Linked DNA regions of Mus musculus: region 2 is linked to region 1. The links are chromatin contacts, called in public HiChIP or PLAC-seq maps. All regions are on one chromosome and are shown on one strand. The core of a region is the stretch at or near the end of the contact, and the rest is flanking DNA. Distances in the headings are between cores, read along the strand shown. Region 1 overlaps Gm39799 (a long non-coding RNA gene). Region 2 holds the start of Nek6 (NIMA (never in mitosis gene a)-related expressed kinase 6).

What was found. HiChIP or PLAC-seq counts read pairs in DNA pulled down with a chosen protein or histone mark.
Region 2: a BATF HiChIP or PLAC-seq map of CD8 T cells shows a contact between it and region 1, with 129 read pairs. The contact joins the promoter of Nek6 here to the enhancer-like site in region 1. A contact is called at or near these places in 1 of 39 promoter capture datasets (hippocampal neurons), 1 of 15 datasets of contacts at CTCF or cohesin (CD8 T cells), 19 of 484 Hi-C or Micro-C datasets (B cells, LSK cells, Th1 cells and 13 more), 13 of 115 datasets of contacts at active chromatin or transcription factors (CD8 T cells, the HPC-7 cell line, bone marrow-derived macrophages and 6 more) and 4 of 9 other capture datasets (adipose tissue, bone marrow-derived macrophages, liver and 1 more).

What each region holds. Positions count from the first base shown.
Region 1 is chr2:38,469,732-38,476,204 of GRCm38.p6, reverse strand. The region is part of intron 2 of Gm39799 (a long non-coding RNA gene); the gene reads left to right. Among named protein-coding and RNA genes, the nearest start is that of Gm25081, 7.4 kb to the left of the region's middle. Within about 2 kb of position 3,229, at least 81 of the 459 cell types and tissues checked have an H3K27ac peak or open chromatin away from gene starts, as enhancers often do. A contact at or near this core is called in CD8 T cells, the HPC-7 cell line, LSK cells and 10 more, where this site is marked.
Region 2 is chr2:38,507,656-38,514,485 of GRCm38.p6, reverse strand. Nek6 (NIMA (never in mitosis gene a)-related expressed kinase 6) reads right to left here and starts at 2,789. Exons shown (of 10, transcript NM_021606.3): 1 at 2,693-2,789.

The DNA.
Region 1 (6,473 bases), core at 1,980-4,479:
TGTGCTCCATGTATGTAGGGCTCTATTCATGGATGAGGACCTGAATTTAGATCTATAGCACTCGTGCAAAATCCAACATGGAGGCATGTTTGGATCCCAGTGCTGGGGAAGCAGAGTCAGATGGATCACAAACACCTGCCGGCTAGCCAGGTTAGCTGAATTGGTGAACTCCAGGTCCTGTGGATATGAGAGCTAGTTTTAAATTACTAACCTTCCAGAAGCCAGAATCATCTGAGAAGAGAATTTCAATTGAGGAATTATCTAGATCAGGTTGGCCTGTGGGTATGTCTTTGGAGAGTAGTCTTGACTGGCAATTAATCCAGTCCACTGTGGGCAGCATCATTCCCTAGGTTAAAGGGCCTTGGACTGTAGAAGAGTAAATAAGCATAGTGCAAGAAGAGAGAATGGCTGTATTAATTTATCTATGTTTTTGATTGTAGATATGATATGACTAGTTATTTTAGATCCTGCTTTAACTTTCCCTCAGTGATGAACTCAAACCCACCACTGCAAGCCAAATAAACCCTTTCCTTCCCTAAACTGCTTATTGTTTTGAGAGACCCTATCTCAGAAGACAAACTCTAATCTCAACACATGTGCACACACACACACACACACACACACACATGAACATGTATACATGTACACAAAGAATGATTACAAGAGAAAATTTACCTAGGTACATTATATATTACGTATTTATGTATATTATATAATGTATACTTATATAGTAATGACGTTATTATAGCAACAGAAATTAAGCCATGAAAAAGACATAGAGAAAGAATAAATGCAAATTACTAATTGAAATAGATAGGTCTGAAAAGGCTCTAGTTCTATAATTCCAGCGTTATGAAATCCTGGGAGAGACAAAACCATAGTGACAGTAAAATAGTCTGTGGCTGTCAGAGGTCGGACCCAGGGGACTTGGGCAGTGAATCTGATTTGCATGATGCTGTAATGACTGCTATTTACCATCAGGGGTTACTCATAATGAATATATTAAATTTGTATCCATTAGTCATTATATGTTTTTGTGACATATAGAACATGCAACCTGGTGGGTGGATCCCACATAAACGGTGGGCTTTAGTTAATGAGTGTGTTTCCATATTGCTTGTCAGCTGAAGCAAATACAACATGTAGTCAGAGATTAGTCAGTATGGGAATAGTGGGGTGGTGGCTGGGGGAATACCTAGGCATTCTATGTACCTCTTGGTCCTTTTCCTGTAAGCCTAAAGCTGTTCTTAAAGTCATCTCTAAGAACTTGAGCTTAAAATGCTTTTGGGCCACCGAGGCCGTGCAAGCCTAGTGACTTGAGTTTAATCCTTGATCATACAAAGGTGGAAGGGGAGAACTGACTCCATGAATTTGTCCTCAGACCTCTCCTGTCCTGTTCCATGACACTCTGCATCTCTATGTGCACAGTCACAATGATTAAAAGGAAACCTTCCTTTTTTCAAACCAACCTACTAAGTAACTAACTAACCGAAACTCATTGTATGTTTGTCTGTATAGTGTATGGCTGTGTAGACATTCCTCTCAGTGTGTATGTGTGTGCGTGTGTGTGTGTTTATACATCCTGTGTGTGTTGGGGGTGGGTATGCGTGTCTGTGCATCTGGAGACCAGAGGTTGATAGAGAATGTCTTACTCAGTTGCTCTGCATCTTATTCTTTGAGGCAAGATCTCTCACTGAACCTGGAGCTCATCAACTTGACAAGGCTGACTGGCTAGTGAGACCTAAGAATCCTTTCTCTCTCTGCCTTCCCAGACCTGGATTGCAGGCTCTACTGAGCTGGGGTTTTTTTTGTTTTTTTTTTTTTGTTTTTTTCAAGACAGGGTTTCTCTGTGTAGTCCTGGCTGTCCTGGAACTCACTGTGTAGACCAGGCTGGCCTCAAACTCAGAAATCTACCTGCCTCTGCCTCCCAAGTGTACTGAGCTGGTTTTATTTTACATGGCTGCTGAATCCTAACTCTCATCCTCAGGCCTGTGTCATGAGCACATTACCAACTGTACCATTTCCCCAGCCCTAGAATTAAAGCTCCAAGATATTAAACCAGAAAGGCTAGATGGAGGTCAGTACTGGACATTCCCTCAGGGTTGGAAGACATGTTAGCTATCATTCTGCTCAGAATTACTAACCACTGTTTTTTTGTATTTTTCTTTTGTTTTGTTTTTGTTTGCTTGCTTGGGATTGTTTTGTTTGTTTGTTTGGTTGGTTGGTTGGTTTTTTGTTTTTGTTTTGTTTTGTTTTGTTTTGTTTTGTTTTTTTGAGACAGGGTTTCTCTGTTTAGCCCTGGCTGTCCTGGAACTCACTTTGTAGACCAGGCTGGCCTCAAACTCAGAAATCCGCCTGCCTCTGCTTCCTGAGTGCTGGGATTAAAGGCGTGCGCCACCACGCCCGGCTACTTTGGTTTTTTGAGACAGGATTTCTTTGTGCAGTCTTGGCTGTAGTGGAATTAGCTCTGTAGACCAGGCTGGCCTTGAACTCACAGAGATCCATCTGTCTCTGCCTCTGGAGTACTCTAACTGATTGAAGTCATGTGTCACCACCGCCTGGCTTAGCATTTTTATTTTATTTTTTTAAACCTCTAGGAAAAATTAAGGATTTCCCCCAAATACATACAAAGCTCATCATCCTTAAATTGTGCTTTAAAAGACCAGAGTAAGTGGGGTGGGAGCAGGGGCTTCCTGGAGTGTGGGTGAGGGTGGGGGCCTTGACTGTGCCTGTTCCCACTCTTCAGCTAGTTACACTGGGGCATGGGAATTTTGTGGTATGAACCAATGTTGCTGATTTAGCCCACATAAAACTGGTCCTGGTTGGCTCTACTTGTTATCCAGTCTTGGCACTGTATTGGTAAATAGAGTAAATGTGATATCTGTAAAATATGATAAGGTGAGGGCTGAGCCAATCACCTCGGGGCAGATGGACTGGAAGTCAATGAAGGCATTTACTAGGGAAATACAGTAATGGCAGAACTTAAGCAGAAGGGAAGAACTAAATGGGGGAGATGTTAGTGTGAGGGGATTTCACAGAGGAAGGTGACTGTGGCCAGGCTAGGTCACACAGTTACTTGTGGTGGCATAGAAAGGCTTCTTATTCTTGTCCCCTTCCTGTCACTTGCTCATGAATGAATCCATTTCTACTGAGTGTCACATGCTCTGAACACTGCCATCAAAGGTTTCCTTCCTGTGCACACATGTGGGGTGACCCTTCACACACTGAGCATGTTTGCTGAATGCAAGCACATGCCTTGATGAATCAGCAGCCCTCATAGAGTTCACTGTACAGTGATTTACTATGTAGTGGCTCACCATCTCCATACTTCTGTTTTCTTTTCTGTGAAATGGAGGAATAGAACAGCAGTCACCTAACATATTGTCAAGATGAAATGACTAAGTAGCATGCAAAGTGCATAGGCATTGTAAGGTCACAACACCTACTTAGCCCTACTCCACCCCCACAGAGATAAAGATTAAACCCAAGGACTTGCATATGTCAGGCAATTACCCACAGCTTCTAGGCCCTTTAGCAGGGCAACTTGAAGGTGTGTATGCATGTGTGTGTGCGTGTGTGTACTCTCATGTGCATGCGTGAGCACATGTGTTTGTGTACCCACGTGGTGTACAAGGATGAATGTGTGACTGTGCATGTGTTCATGTCTATGCATATCTGTGCATGTGTGTGTATATGTGTGTGTGTATGTGTGTTTGACCTTGGTTGCATGGTTCTTTAGTGTGAAGTTTTTAGATGACCAAGTCACGTCTCAATGTCAAAAGATTAGACATGACAGGTGATACAACAGACCCACTCTCCAACTTGATTTCTGCCCTCTGTCTAGTTACCCTCTAGGCTGGGTATAGACACTGTATGAGCCACATTAGCAGTTACTCTGGAAAGTGAAATCTGGAGGATGGCACCTGACTAAGAAGTCCCAGGTCCCACAGGCCAGCTGGCAGAGCCCAGAGCTTGTCTCCATTGCTCTCTCCACAGGTCTGTTCTGTCCCCGTGACTTGACTGGTCCTTGGTCTCTCACTGTTTGGTGTCTTGCCTGGCCCTCAGACTTACAGCCCAGACTTTTCCTGGAAAACCCCAAGCATTGTCACCTTCGTCCTCCCAATTCTGTGGCGGAGAGACAGAATTAGAACTTGCCTCGTGGTACGAAGTTGTGGCAATGACTGTAGAAGAATGACTTTCAACTTCTAGGAACCGACCCTGACAATCAGATAAGGCAAGCACTGAGTCACTGGCAGAGGCCACATCAGTGGAGATTTCAATTGTGTGTGTGTGTGTGTGTGTGTGTGTGTGTGTGTGTGTGTGTAGGATGCAGAGGCCCCTGGTTCCACTTCCTCCCTGGGAGGCCCAGACCCTTCAATACTGTTTCTGTGCTGAGATGGGAAGGAAGCACTCACCCAGCAGGTGACAATCCAGACCAGCTGGGATGTGCTGCTAGATTAGGTCCTAAAATATCACAGCTGTGAGAACCCAGATTTTTGTTTTGCAGATGATAAAACTATTCAGAGAAATCAAGGACTTGTCCAACTTTCCCAGACAAGCTTAAAAAATAATTGGGCCTTAAACTCAGGGATCCCGGAAGATCACCACATGGCTCCCAATAAGTGTTTTTTCCCAAGTCCTGAGCCTCAGCCACTGTCCTGAGGTTCAAATGATCATGGACAAAAGGGGGAGACCAGAGTTGGAACTGCAGTCAAAACCCATGTTTGACCAGGTCCTGCTGGTCATTCTTTGTCCTTCTGGATGGCTCTCAACATCACTTTTCTAAGACCCTACTCCTCTATGTAAAGCGCTGGGAGCCATATTGTCTCTCCTCTCTCTCATCTCTTGATAACAGTTGGTTAGACTTGAAATGGACCTAGATTCCAGCTGTTCCCTGGGCATTGGGATGCAGAAGTGCTGGGCTTCCTTCCTGGCTGGGTATTTGAAGTGAGATATGCGGCTTGGACTGAGGTGGCTGTATTTGGCCAGATTCAAATGGAACAGCAGAGCAAAGTCCAGGTCACAAGCTTATAAGGGGAAGGGACAGGGTAAGAGACCATGGCACAGACAAACCATGGAGGAGAGGAAGAGAGATTAGGAGAGAGAGACAGACAGACAGAAAGATAGGATAAGGAACAGACAAGCAAGCAGGCTTGATCTTGTTCCTGAACTAGGGAGGTATAGAGGCAGAGAAGAAATAAATTAAGAAGGGAGGGATAGAGAAAGAGAGACAAACACCATTAGTCTAATGACCCTAATCAGCAAGATCAACAGACGTGGATTAAATATTTGTAAAAGAAAATCCCACATCTGTAGTGAACACTTTCAACTTCTTTCTCTCCATTATTTTTGTTTGTTTTGTTTCTGAGACAAGGCTTGTCTGTGTGACCCTGGCTGTCATGAAACTCACTGTGTAGACCAGGCTGGCCTCAAACTCACAGAGATCTCTACCTGCTTCTGCCTCCTGAGTGTTGGGATTAAAGGCATGTGCCACCATGGCCAAGGCATTATTTCCTAAACCACACAGCCTACCTATGCTGTGTATGGAACTCACAGTTTTGGGTGTGAGTAGTTATGTCGAGGTGGTTTACAGTGTTCAGAAGGCTGGATGTGGGGGAGTGTGCCTATAATCCCAGCACTGTGGAAACACAGGCAGGAGAAATAGTGCAGAGAATCTAAGCTACATCTTAGGGTGGCATCACTCACAAGGTGCTGGTTTTGCGAACACACAGAATGCAAGAGTAAGATAGCTATAGGAGCTTGCACTAAGGTTCTGGAAAGCCCTGGAGGCCAAGCGATGTGCAGGAGGATGAGAGTCACTGCCTGGTTCATAAGCAGACACCTGTGCGGGTGTAGCTTGTGTTTCCCAAGGAAAGCTGCCTTTTCTGCATGATGGATTTTATCCCTCAAACCTTAAGGATAAGTAACTCCTTTCTCCCTTAAATTGTTTCTTGGTGGGGCTGATGGGGTGTGTATGCCCCCACCCCCATCCCCAGAATCTTAGGCCCTGCCTCTGCCTAAGGCTATCATTGGCCACAGGGCTGTGCTCAGCTCTGGCTGGGTCATGCTAACAGTCCTGGGGGCCAGTGCCCCAGAAGTACATCAGCTACTTGGTCCAGAGTCTATGCAGTTCCACCTGACCTCCCTCCTTCCTAGAGTTTTCTGGAGGGCTTGAACTAAAATTGCTCTTTGGTCCAATCTCTGCTCCTCAGTACACTACAGTTGCCCCCTCCCGGCTCCTGCTTCCTACTAACATCTCTGGTGATCAACACCTCACAACAGCCACACTCACAGTTTCTTTCTGGAACAACTTCATCAATGACAGGGACACAATAGACAGGGGTTGTCAGAGGTACCATACAGATGAAAAATGTCAGGGTTCAGGGATGGATTCAAACAGACATGATTGTGTGTGGGGGGGTACTTTTCCAAAACATGAACCCTGGGTCAGACTGTCTGCTATTGAGTGACAT
Region 2 (6,830 bases), core at 1,540-4,039, 39 kb before region 1:
GGGCTCTTCCTGGGGCCATGTCCAGCTTTGTCTCCAACCTATATCTATGTGTTTATTTAATCAATTTATTTATTTAAATGGGATCTTGGTGTGTAATCCTGGGACATGTGGTAATTGCTATGTAAATCCAGGCTGGCCCAGAACTCAAAGCAATCCTCCTGCCTCAGCCACAATTATGGGCGTGAGCCACCACACCTGGTTGTAACCCATATCTAATCTTGAATGATTCACCAAGTCCTCCACCCTCACCTCCCTCCTTGGTCCAACCTGAAAAGAGGAGAGAAATATTGTATTATTCTACTTTTGACAGTGGTTTGACCATCCTTGGCACTTGGAAAGTACCTTCACTCTGGTGGCTCAGCAGTCTTTGGGAAGACCTAGCCCCAAATTCTAGAAACAGGCTGGTCTGCAAAACATGGCCTGTCATAAATCGCTGGGCTTTACAACAGGCCAGAAGAACAAAACACAATAAAGGTAGCCAGCCCGTCCTAGAATCAGAGCTACGAATTTAAATCCTGACTTTGCCATCTATCAACTTACCTGGACTTTACAAGTTCATGGGGAGACTATAGACTCTGTCCAGACAAGTCTGGGTTCAAATTCTGGGTCTACCGCTATTCTATAGCCTCTCTGTGTCCCAGTTTTTTCATCTACAGAATGGACACTGTAACAGTGCTCATCTAACAGTGTTGGTGGGGAAAAGGAAAAATAACTTCAAACTTTGTGCACCAAGCCCAGCACAGGGTGCATCCTTAATCATGGGGGACCGGGGTCGTGGTGCTACCTTCCCAAACTATGCCAGCCAGTTCATCTCTGCTAGTGTCTGTTTCCTCGTATAATAGAGACAATAACCTCTGACTTATGGTGAGCCCTAATGAGGACAGGAATGTTCAAGTCCTCAGTGCCCAGGCTGTACAGCTTAGGAAGTCAAATGTCAAGTCCTGGGCCCAATGAAGGAGGAAGGCCTAGAAGGCAGGCAGGTGGCTCAGACTTCGGCTACTACCCTTTCCCTGGTGGCCTGGGACACAGGTTTGATTTCTCTATGAGTCAGATGCCTTGGTCACAAACCCAAAAACAGAGTGGAATCCAGGAGAGTTAAGGACCCCAAGAACCTCTCAGCACACAGTAGGTACTCTGTAAACGATTCAGCTGCTTACCCTCTTCCTTTCCCACACCATATGCCACCTGGGAAAGCCAGCATCTCCATTTCTGGAAACCTAAACAGCTCTAAATCCTGGACAATGCTTAAGTCTGAGACTTGGGCTTTTTAAAAGACAGCAAATGACTTTTGTAGTCATCTCTGAAGCAGACGGGGCTCGGAGGCTCACAACCACAGGGACCATTTTAAATCCCGGGCCTTTTCTTCTGGGAAGTTAAGCAAGAACCTTCCCAAATGTTTGCCGTGGGGCCCTCTGCCAGAGAGTGACTCACTCCTCCGCTCCCCACAGGCATATTTTATTTGGGGGTGGGGGATCCAGGGAGAGCCTGGCCCCGGTGGGGGAGGGGAACAGTTTCAACACGTCCAGAAGGTGGGGATATTTTTTCTTCTCCAGTTTTCGGGACAAAGAGGAAAAAAAAAATGAACATGGGTCTTTTTTTGTTTCCTTCCAGGTTTTGTCTTCTGGACGACGATGTCCAAAGTTCACTGGTTAAGTTTCTCCTGTTGGGAGTCAGGCACCCATTCAATGAAATTCTTCTCCCATTAGCAATAGGGTTTTTAACATGCCCTTTTACACACACCAGGCTCCTGTGAGGACATTTTCCCCTCAAAAAGTCACCCTGCATTTTGCAAGTGGAGTGAAACTTTGTACATAAACTTTCTAAAGTTTGCTCTAACGCAGTTAAAACTTTCAAACACACATGCACAAACTGTCAATCAAAACTTCACGGACAGCCCTTAGAGGATGTGTCCCAAGCATGCTGTCACCCATTTGTTATGGCCCTCTGGGGCTCGGTTAAATCAGGGAAATATGATTAACTTAGAGGAGCAGGCAGAGAGGACAAGTATCTGGGGCCCTGGGTCTCCCTAGGGCCTAACCCCTAGGTATGGGGAACAGAGTCCAAATCTGGCCTAGCTAGAGACAGCCACGAACAAAGCCAGGGAACTAAGACATATTTAGAAAACCTCAATTCAAGTTCAGCGCAGCCCCCTCCTCAGCCTGCGTGGCCATGCAGAGTTCTGCCAAGGCCGGGCTAAGAGGCTTCCAACCAAAGTCAGAACCTGGGGATCTGCGGACTCACAGAATCCGGCCCAGCACCCTCTCTGGACAGGGTCAGCCGGCACATCACACACACACCGGCCTGCAGTGTGGAGTGCACAGTCTGGATCCTAAACACACTCTCGTATGGAATTTGTACACTTTTGCCCGTGCACGTGTGCACACACTCACTCGGGAACGTTCAGACACGTGGGCACACGTACTCCTTGGCATCCACGGTAAACACTCGATAAACGGATAAACCGAAGCCGAGCCCGTCCACCCGCACTGGTCCACCCCAAACTCACAGCCCGGGCCCCTGATGTGCACACGCACGCACTCCCGCGCAGCTGGGCGGATGGAGCCCGCCGCGGACACCTCGGCCTCCTGCGGGCGTCCCCGCCGACTCCCCGGGCACGCGCGCGCGCCCACAACGCCTCGGGTGACAGTCCCACGCCCTGGCCCGCGCCCCTCGCTGGTCCCAGGCCACTCACCGGCGCTGGCGGCTCTCTCGGCGGCGGGCGGAGCGCGGGTCACACGCGAGTTGGCGGCGCTGCGGCCGCAGCTAGTCCGCTTGGTTCAGCCGCCGCTTCTGCGCGCGCCCGCGCGCCCGCCCCTCCCCGCCGCGGGGCCGCGCCGCCCCCTGCGCCCGTGCGCGCGGCCGCCACGCAGGCTAGGGGGCGCCGGGGGCGCGCTCCCAGCCTGGGTGCCTGATCGTCCAACTCAGGTTGGAAGACTGAGCCTCAGACTCCAAACCCTGGGCACTGAACCCCTCTGCGCGGGCTCTAGACTTTATAAGATGCAGATTCGCTGGGTAACCAATTCGTGGACCCTTCCCCACACCCATGGATTCCTCATCAGCTGACATTGCTCCTCTCACAGCCCTCGCAGGACCGAAATTGACCCATTCACAGAGTGCAGCAGGAGGTGAAGTTCAGTTGATAGCATGCTTTCCTAATCTCAGCACTAGGGAAATTGGGCACCTGTAATCTCTGAATTAGGAAGGCTGAGGCAAAAATGTCTGAAATTCATTCATTCTTGGCTATATAGCAAATTCCAAGCCAGCCTGGGCTACATGAGATGTTGTCATTCATATTATATATATATATATATATATATATATATATATATATATATATATATATATATATATATATATGTATATATGTATATATGTATATATGTATATATATATATATATATATATATATATATATATCAGTGTGTACAATAGTACAGTGTACAAATAGTGCCCAGTACAGTTCCAGAAGTAGGCACCTAGGATAAATCCAAGTCCCTGCCCTCAAAGTGCCAGTATCTCCTGGGGATACTGCCTTCCTGGGAACTCCAGGCCAGCCAAGCATCAGTGTGCAGAAGGTTTTTAGGAGTAAGTGGGCCAGCCAAATACCCAGGAGCCTGGGGGTGGGGGTGGGGGTGGAGGTGGGGGGAATGACCTGAGTTTGATCCTCCAGACCCACACAATGGAACAAAAGAACTCCAGCAAATTGTCTTTAACCTCCCCATGTCTTCCAAATTCACACCAAGTGTTGTATGTTAAAAACAAAAAACAAAACAACAACAACAACAACTGCCTTCATCTATGCATACTTAACAACCCCACTAGGATGTCCAAGCTTCTCTGGGGAGCAATTAAGGTGACTCCCACTTCCCCTCAGGAAGGGATGCTCGTAGCTGGGACAGGTATTGCTGCTTCTGAGTGTTCTAGACTGTCTGTGTGCCCAAGCACCTGCCATCTGTCCATTAATCTGCTGTACATGTCTGGGCACGGGATAGCAACCTGCTGAGTATTCAGTTAACTAGTCTACTTGAGTCCACAGTAATCAGGCCCACAACCTATATTACTCCCCCTGCCTGCCTCATGATGTTCAGCCATTGTGAGGGTGGCATCATGCCACCCATGTGCCCATTTCTTAGATGGCTTTAATGAGGCCTGTGAGCAAAGTCCCCCAGGTGGTGAGTGGTTGAACTGGAAGCAGATGACACAGATTTCTGGTCTCAGCAGCTTATTGCTAGGCAACCTTGTTCTAAGTAAGAAAGGCATGGCCACCAGCCCAGAGCAGCCAGGCTGGTCCCTGCTTCTGAGAGGAGGGAACTGGCACCAACAAGTTATCTCTAATGTGCACACATACACTGTGGATTGTGGCATGTGAGGGCACACACGAATAACTGTTGTTTTAAAAAATGAAAGCTTAACGCCCACTCTAGGAAATCTGAGTTTCTCCAGGAAGCAGACAGTAGGATAAATAAGGTTAAGCAGGCCGGAGGCAGGAGGACCAGGGCTGCTTTCTAAGAGGCAATGAAGAGTGGAGGTCTCTACTGAGGAGCAGAAGTCTTTGGAGGAGAGGGTATGGTTAGGGGCCTGCTGTGTTCTGACTGGGTTCTCTGCTGTAAAAACTGTCCTGGCAGAACAGCTAAGGAGCAGCGTCAGATCACTAGAAAGGACTTTCCCCAGCCTTGCTGAGTTCACAAACACATGCAGTGTCTTCATTTTCAGGAAACTGAAGCTCAGAAAGGCCAAACAACATGTCCCAGGTCTCACAGCCAGTGATGAACCTTAGAGGTCCGGCTGTAGGCAAGCGGTCGTTTTTAAGTGTTAAGAGAATTAGGGGCCCAGCTCATATACCACCACACATCCAGTGAACTATAATGCAGGAACAGGATGGGTGGGGCTTACATAAGGCATCTTCAGTCTCAAGGGATAGGCTGGAGAAACAAACCCACCCTTCTCCCGACCTTCCTCCTTCGCACCCCTACTTCCTTCTCTTTGGCTATGGACCATACAGATGGATTGCAGGCCCCGCTGACATGCTGTGACATAAAATCAAATTTAGTCAGCTCCAAGACCCTCACCATTCCTGCAACACCCATCTTTCTGCAGGGGTGGGGAGAAGGGAGAGGTGCAAGGGCCACTTTTGTTTTCAACTCACAGGAGTTTTTAGTGAGTCCCAAAATGAGTCACTGAAAAGAGGTACTTACTTGCAAAATGCCTCCCAGATTTAGCATGGCTGCCTCCCTGTGTGTGCACTAGACTTGCCTGTGCCTCCCACTGCCAACCACACTGGGAATGTGGTCTCAGGGGCAGGCTCTATGTCTGCCCTGGAGACTTTCAGGATGATGCTGTGTTACTTCATTATCACTGTGCAGTAGAGGAAGAGAAACCATTTTGGCTCTCTGCGCCTTCCCTGGAGCTCTCTGTGGAGAAGCAGCTAGGATCTGCTGCTGCTGGTCCAGTCATCAGGAAGGTGTGGCCTCTGAGGGAGACCTTTATTGTCTTCATCCCCTTCATGGGGGTGGCAAGTCATGGGCTGAAGCTGAAGACACAGCAGCTCACAGAAGGAAACTGGTGGGATTCCAGGCGGGATGTGCCCCTGAGTACTGCATTCCTGCAGTACGTAGACGGGAAGGAGGGCCCTTTGGGAGAGGGAGACATGGGAACCAGAACCAGACTGCACCTGCCACATCCTGGGAGTAAAGTATCTCCTCAATGGCTTCTTGGTGGGAGGATTTTAGGAAATTCCTTATGTGGCTTTTGATGGGGGTAGGGCACGGCCTCATGTTTCTCAGGCTGGCCTTGAACTTGTGGCCCTTCAAGCTTCCTGCCTCCACTTCCCAAGAAGCTGGGCCTTGCCAGCTTCAGTGGCAGGAGAGGACCATCTCATCTACTCTATTCTCCTACCTGCTGTGGTTATCCACACAACCTTCTCACTCCCCAAAATGTTTCTGATTGGAAGATCAAAGACGTGTATCTTCCTGAAGGGCAGGGGTAGAGAGAAAGGTACCTGGCACCCTAACCCCCTCCACTTGGGGATACCTGATTGTTTGGAAATGTTCTTGGAGGACCTTACGTTATATCAAATGCAGAACTGGGTCTCTGGGTTCTAGGCCCTCCGTTCTCCACATCTCAGCATCTGTGTGTCCAAGAGCAGGGATCATCACTAGCCAGGGAAGTAGTCAGTACCTCCATCTCAGCTGGCAAAATGGTCTCCAAGAGAACTTGTGCTGGCTAGTTTATATCAGCCTTTGCATAAGTTAGAGTTGCTGGAGAGGAGGGAGGCCGATTTGAGAAAATGCTTCAATAAGATCAGGGTGTAGGCAGTATTTTCTTAATTAATGACTTAGGGGGAGGGCCCAGCCAGTGGTGGGTGATGCCATCCCTGGTCTGGTGATCCTGGGGTCTATAAGGAAGCAGGCTGAGCAGACCATGAGGAGCAAGCCAATAAGCAGTGTTCCTCCATGGCCTCTGCATCAGCTCCTGCCTCCAGCTTCCTGTCCTGACTTCATTTGGTGATGACCTGTGATATGGACAAGTAAGCTGAATAAACTCTTTCCTCCTCAAGTTGCTTTGGTCATGGTGTGAATACAGCAATGGTGACCCTAACTAAGACAGTACCCTAATAGTGTGAATTCATGGTGTGAATACAGCAATGGTGACCCTAACTAAGACAGTACCCTAATAGTGTGAATTCATGGTGTAAATACAGCAATGGTGACCCTAACTAAGACAGTACTGTAGACCTTGCCGACTAGAACTGCACTCTGGGAAATTTGACAATGAAGGAGATTTGAGACATGTGATTTTCTCACCTCTACCCACCCAATCCATCATTATTG